2 separate regions of the Hordeum vulgare genome follow, and region 1 is linked to region 2. A link is a contact called in public Hi-C data. All regions are on one chromosome and are shown on one strand. Each heading gives the region's core, a stretch centred on a gene start, on an enhancer-like site or on the middle of the called end of the contact. The rest is flanking DNA. Distances are from core to core; before and after follow the strand shown.

Region 1 (3,266 bases), core at 391-2,890, 220 kb after region 2:
TAGAAGAAAATTAATTGGGAAAAATAATGAGATTAACAATAACAGCATTACACAGATATCACCAACAACCTTATTGGGCACATCCAATCCCATCCTTCAACATATTGCGTAGCAACATCTTTTCCAATCTGAAATGGACCATGTCGAAAGGTAAGATCATGCACATGCCATGAGCTGTCCCACTTAGCAACAATATTCCTTTTTAAAAAGTGTATCGAAGATGAAGTAGTTTGGAATTAACGCAACTATATGATCATGAGTCTTTGAAACCTTTTGCGAAAAATAATTGGTACCTCATGATCACCACCTTGACCTCCCTGAGGAGGAATCTTGCCAGGATGATCAGGAGGATGAACGAGGACAGCAAGCTGATTGCTACCCTCAGGATGAAGAACTTCAGTAATATCAAGGGTGTGCCTTCGGAACATTCCTTTTGGAAGTATCTCTTTGTGTCCATTTATGTACACTTCTGCTGAGTAGTTTACTCCACGGAAATTTAAACTCACGTGCTGGTTTGCTGCCTAAAGATGGAACGAAAACAGAAACACTTGATATGTTAAGCAGATATGCACTAATGTTCTAGAATGACAAGTGCATTTCATTCGGTGGAGTGCCAAAATTATAGTACCCCTCCAACAAGTCAAATCACACCAATTATGAGCAAAGTGCTAGTAGTTTGGATAAGGCAAAATGCAAGCATATCCCATAACCCCTTACACTGCTGTAATTTAAAGTGCAAAATGTGGCACAGTAAAGAGTAAAATGGACGTTATATCGTAGAGATAGTTCAACTGTTGCCACTAAACGACTGCCTAAAATAACTTTACTCCACTAGGATCATGCTACATTCCTTGTTAAGCAACTGCGTAATCAGCTAATCCACAGAGAATCAGCGTGGAGCTGCATACCGGAGCACACTGGAAGGTGGTGAAGAACCAGAATGTGTAGTAGTCCCTCCCGGAATCGGCGATGTCGATGATTGCCTCGTTGTTCAGCCCGTAGAAGGGGTCCGGAATCAACTTGTTTTTTAGAAGGGTCCCCAGCACGCTGCATTCAGAAGCATCCAAGGCCCTGAGTTTGCTAGTCAAGCAAGGACAGCGCCCCAAATAAACAAAGCTTGCGGTATTATTTTTAAACCCAGACCGTAGATACTCCTAGATTACTCCGTAGAAGAACAAATCCCCACGGATCACAACTACCGGCTGTGGCAGGCGTAGATATTATCGCGGAGGGAAATCGGCGGGGACGCCGAGGAGAAGCACGTACGTTCCGGGGACGGCGGCGTGCATCCACGGGGCGGCAACGGAGGCGTCCGGCGGGTGGGTGGTGGTGAGGTCGACGCCGGTGAGGGACACCTCGGTGGAGCGCGCGGCGAGCCAGCCAGTGTCGAGCACCAGCTTGCCCACGCTCGCCGCCGCCGCAGCAGCAGCCTCTGCCGACATCTCGCCGGATCGCTTGCTCGGGTGGATGCCGCGCTCCAAGCGGAAGAGGTGGGATGATGATGGAGCGTGCGGTGGCCCGCCGGCGGTGGGTTTTTGTTTTCGGCGGAGGCGGGGCCAGGGGCGGGTCACGGGTGCTGAGATGGGGCCGGGCGCAGAGGCAGTCACGCAAGCTGCCGGGAATCGGGAGAAGAGATGGGAAAGTGTGGGATCGGCTGAGCTCAATGCCTCCAGCTACGAAATGATTTTCGTTAAAAAAATACTCCCTCCGCTCCTAGGCACTTTTTTTTTGCGAGTAAGACTGGGGATCTAGGGAACTGGAGTACAATCCAGCCTACCCAAGTCCACAACTTCCGGGGACCAGGGCCTAACCAAACTACTGTTCTACCTTCAGTCCTAGCAAATTTAGCTGAACAATTGCTAACCATATTTTAATTACGATTGATATGAATAACACTAGTCGCACGAAGTGACATCAAATGTTCAATCTCATTCACCAAGGAGGCAAATATAGACCTATATGTATCTCTGTTCTTTTTTTGGGGGGAATCAGAGAGCTTTATTCATATAAATGCATTCTTGAAACAATCAACCAAGAGGATGAACAACAAGAAGCTAAGAGTTTTATCTAGTCAGTTGTCGGTCACATTCGATGTACAAATACGTTTTGCACATAGATGCGTCGTAAGGTTTGCTGACGTGCTGACGTGCTAAATAACAAAAGAGGTAAAAAATCAATAAGCTCTCCTATCTCTATTAGTAAAGGAGTCACAATTGAACGAGAACTGTGACGAGTGTTCGAGAGTGTTACCAACTCCATGCAATCAACTTCCATAATCACATGCAAGAACCCTCGAGGAGAAGCAAAACGGACGTCATCTCGCAAGGAAAGATCCTCCATGATCAAGGGGTCCGAGATCCCCAAGTGTGGCTTGCACCATGCGCCTAGGAGGGCCAAGGACGAGCGAGCAACTCCTCCGGCACCTCCCTTCCATCTGCCAAATCGAGGGCTCCATCCGTGGTGATTTTTACAAAACCATCGTGAGGCGGCCGCCACCCAAAGCCCGACAATACCAGCGCATCCTTGCATGGTAGATGAAGGAGCGCAATAGCCTCCTTCGTAGCTCTAATCGACGATGTGGGATCTCTCCCTTCTTCACCATGCTTGATACGATTCTTTGAATGACAAATAGACCACATAATGGTAGTGATCTTAGCACGATCGTCATCAGTAAATCTGGGATCACATATGATATATCACGCCCATGAGCTTGGATGAAGACGTAGTCCAAACCATGCAAATGCCTCCTCCCAAAAGCGTTGAGCATGTGGGCAATGAATTAGCACATGTTTCAGATCCTCATCCATAGCTAGACATACTTTGCATCGACGAAACTCTGCAATATGTCGGTAATTGAGAGTGGCCTCATGTGGAAGAATCTCGCGAAGAACTCTCCACCAGAAAACTCTCACTTTGGAATGACATTCATTTTCCACAAGGCTATCCACAAGTGTTGATCATCCTTTCAGGTCCCGACCATCCCTTCCTCTAGAGTAAATCACTCATTCTAAGTCACAAGAGCACGTTACGCCATCTTATAGTGTAGTTGTCAGATTTTTCAAATGCCCAAGCAAGCAAATCGTCGCCTGCTCACTGTCGAATAGGAATGTTAAGAATGGCCTCGGCATCCGGAGCAATGAAATTATCCCTGACCACATCCTATCTCCAAGACCAATTGGTTGTATCGATGAGGTCCGCCACCCGCTCGATGTTGGTGTTCGGTGGCCTAAAGAGAGGTGTCATGGATATTGTTCATGGAATCCATT
Region 2 (3,295 bases), core at 39-2,538:
CCAATTAATCTGGCCGACGCCCGGCGAGTACTGTAATGTGTTCACTCATTTATAGCCCCATAAAACCCCATGTACCGGCCTGTACGCTCGCAGGACATCCAGTGCAGTGCCGACTATACCAATCTCCCGCTGTTAGGCCAGATCTTTAGGTCTGCTGTACCCCTAACCTACTCCTAGTTACACTATTATTACAGGAGCCGAGCACGTTACTCGTGCAGTGCGTAATAGTAAACCGGCGTGTCAGGAAACAGAATTGGAGGTGCCGCCGCATGCGCGCATATAATAGCTCGATTGGATGGATCGGGCATGTAGAATCGTAGATGTAGGGGGCCGGGCGAGCGGGGCGTGTCTGTGCAAAAAGAATTACCTACCTCGTGTCGGGGCGCATGAACTTCCCTCGTTATCACAGAAAATAGTAGTACGAGTAGATTAGATTGAGTTTCTAAATTGAACTACTAGGCGTCAAGGTACGTGTCTCTGGGCATAGGGCATGTGCAAATGGGGCAGGGGCATTGGCGATTCGTGCCAGCGTCATATAATTTTCGCTTCTTTTACGCCCACATGCGCTGCCCAGTCTGGGTACTGCCTTGTATATTTACACCTGCTGGCCTGTCCTCTAGCGGCCAATAGGCGCGGCAGCATGAGGCATGCGTCTCCGGTATGTCGCCAATGGCATCTTCTTCATCTTCATTTCATCGCCTTGAATAATTGTAGATGTAGAAGCCATCGTGCGATATGAAAATACACTTACGTTTTGATACTAACGTCATAGGTATGAGCATTAATTAATTTCTTTGATAGATAGATTGCACGAAATAGTTGGCTGATTGAAGAGGATAGCACGGATATTTTGCAGAGAGCCGACCATGATAGAAGAGATCATTTAGTGGCATGGCGACAGTGGTGTTAGGCTCTTGGCTGCGTGAGGGGATATATCGATCGAAATGCTGGCCATAAGAGAGGATGTATCGGCCGTGGGTTTGACTGGGACATGTAGGGACTCGGAGGCGCCGGGCGGCCGCCAGCAGATCACCACCACAGTGCTATGCATCGCCTATGTCCTAATCGGCCGTCCCACCGGATGATTAGTTATTTGCTGCTGGCCGCCAGTTGACGGAGTGCTCTCGCGGATGTGCGTCGGCGGGTACCGCATTGCTGTCAGCCGATCGAGCAAAAGCATCACCACATCTCTTGTTTTTTGACACGCCGGGGTTGTGTGATGTGTGTGGGGGTGTGGAGTCGAGCGTGGGTGGAAGTGGAGGTGAGCTAAGCCGTGGGAGGGGAGGGACCATGTCCGAGAGAGAATATAGTTTAGTTTAACCAGACCACTACCCAAACGGCTTCGTGCTCCGTCATGCTTCCTCGCTATCTATTCGCCGTATGGTACGTGGTGTTGCCTCCACTCTCCAGTACAGCCCACGGCTGGGGTGACTTATGGATATGCCTCACGTAGTTAGGCCTTGGAGCTCTGCTTTTCGCTTCTTTTTTCTCTGTCTGGGTTCAGTGTTAGCAATGGATGCACTACTGGACTGGACAAGAGGAAAATAGATGGTTGGTAGCTGATCCAAAGCAAAAGAAGAGGAGTGCACAAGTAGAAGCCCGCGGTTTTTATCTATGCTATATAGTAGTACGTCTAAAGCAGAACGCAGAGTTGGACGAACGAAGCGAGAATCCATGTGATCTGAAGGTTGGGATTTTCTTTTTAAAGAAAAATCTATGAAGTAGTAACTGTGACCACCAAGACAAAGGCTCCAGATTTTAACCGGCAAAGGCCCTGGAACGAACTCTTTAATGAAAGGAGGCGATGACTTATTTGGTGTGCCGCAAAAGGCCTTTGAACGAGGCTAAAAAAGGGAAAGGACAAGGGTGAGTCTAGAGGCTACTAGGTAGTAGGGAGTAATTACAGGGTACGGCATTTACTTTGTGCAACCTCTCTGTCGGTGAGTTTGCGTCCCCAGGGTTTTGCGCACGTTACAACTAGTACAGTGTGTTGGATCTCAACGTTTAACACGCCACTTTATCCTATGTTATTATTCACTCAAGCTTAGTCTCTGAATTGCTGGTGTCATGTGTACCCCCAAGCTGGAGGAGTTGACGCTAGCTGGCTGACAATGAGGAGCGCTAGAGTTGACTTGGGGCGCGCGGCGCGCAATCGTGGCCACCGGCTTGGATCTTGGAGCAAAACTCCATCCATGTCCACCTTGTGTCGCGTCGCGGCTGGGCTGTGCCAATTCCAACTCCAACTCCGACTGGGCGTGGGGTTGCATTGCATCATCATTCTTCTTGTGAAATCTCACGTAGGTCGCGGATGGTTGGCTCCCGTCCCGTGGAATAACCCGTCGTGCGCCGGAGGCTACCGGGGCACGCAAAGGCATCGGAGGCCAGCTGTCCAATTTGTCCCCCGTTTAATAAAGGCCTGGCCAGTCAATCTTGGGTTGCGACGCGGAGATAGATGCATGCGATGGATGGATGGACCATTTGCGTGCGTAGCTGGATCGGGGAGGAATGCACATTCAAAAGGGGTTGCTGCTGTTTTCCATAGGCCGGTTGGTGATTGACATGCATAACCTATCACTAGCACTACCAGACCATGATTGATGTGTGCTGCTAGCTGCTGATCAGTAGTATAATTGATGATGTCTGCCTTATGACCAGTAGGTGGCCAGTCTGCGTACTCTCATTCTCAAGTATAGGTAGCTAGGGTTTATACGTACGTGATTGGAGTGTGCATTGTACTGTATATATACCACTTGTAGGCTTCACGGAAAGCGATTGGTTGGGTCGATGTCTTGAGCTGAAGACAGATTGAAAGACCACGACACTCGCCATCGCACGAGAAGCAGAAGTTTGCTCTTCTTCTTTGGCGAACGCGATGCGTCTACGAACGCGTCTATTCCCCGAACGTTTCTGCCCTCATTGCTCTTAGAATTGTGGAAGTACTAAAAAGTCATGAATGGAAATAACACAGTTAATTAATAATAAGTGAATATGCTACTCCAGGCGCTCCCAATCACTGCATTGTTACAGGAGTACATTTATTGCACCGTCAACCAATGCCATTCCTCTAAATATTGTCAATCTTCCGTGCACGTGCTTGCAGGCAAGAGCATCAAGGACTTCCAGGCGCTCCTCCACCAGGGCTACAGCGGCAAGCCGTCGGCGACGTCGGCGGCGCCGCTGCCCCTCCCCCTCGCGACGCCGTCCCGGCCGTGCGTCCGCCCTGACGACCACGCCAAGGCCGCCAAGCCCAAGATGCTCATCTTCATCCGCAAGCAGAACCGGGTGATCCTCAACC

Evidence for each region. Hi-C and Micro-C count contacts between places; a contact is called where the count stands out from the background.
Region 1: a contact with region 2 is called in a Hi-C map of seedling, with 4 times the contacts expected there. The contact joins the promoter of LOC123442362 here to the enhancer-like site in region 2. A contact is called at or near these places in 1 of 6 Hi-C or Micro-C datasets (seedling) and 1 of 1 datasets of contacts at active chromatin or transcription factors (embryo).

The regions. Positions count from the first base shown.
Region 1 is chr1H:424,615,925-424,619,190 of MorexV3_pseudomolecules_assembly, forward strand. LOC123442362 (mannosylglycoprotein endo-beta-mannosidase) reads right to left here and starts at 1,641. Exons shown (of 11, transcript XM_045118382.1): 1 at 1,267-1,641; 2 at 909-1,047; 3 at 294-521; 4 at 70-128. The coding sequence starts at 1,442.
Region 2 is chr1H:424,395,938-424,399,232 of MorexV3_pseudomolecules_assembly, forward strand. LOC123442353 (xylan glycosyltransferase MUCI21-like) reads left to right here. Exons shown (of 4, transcript XM_045118372.1): 4 at 3,101-3,295. Among protein-coding and RNA genes, the nearest start is that of LOC123442353, 4.6 kb to the left of the region's middle. Within about 2 kb of position 1,289, at least 3 of the 3 cell types and tissues checked have open chromatin away from gene starts, as enhancers often do. A contact at or near this core is called in seedling, where this site is marked.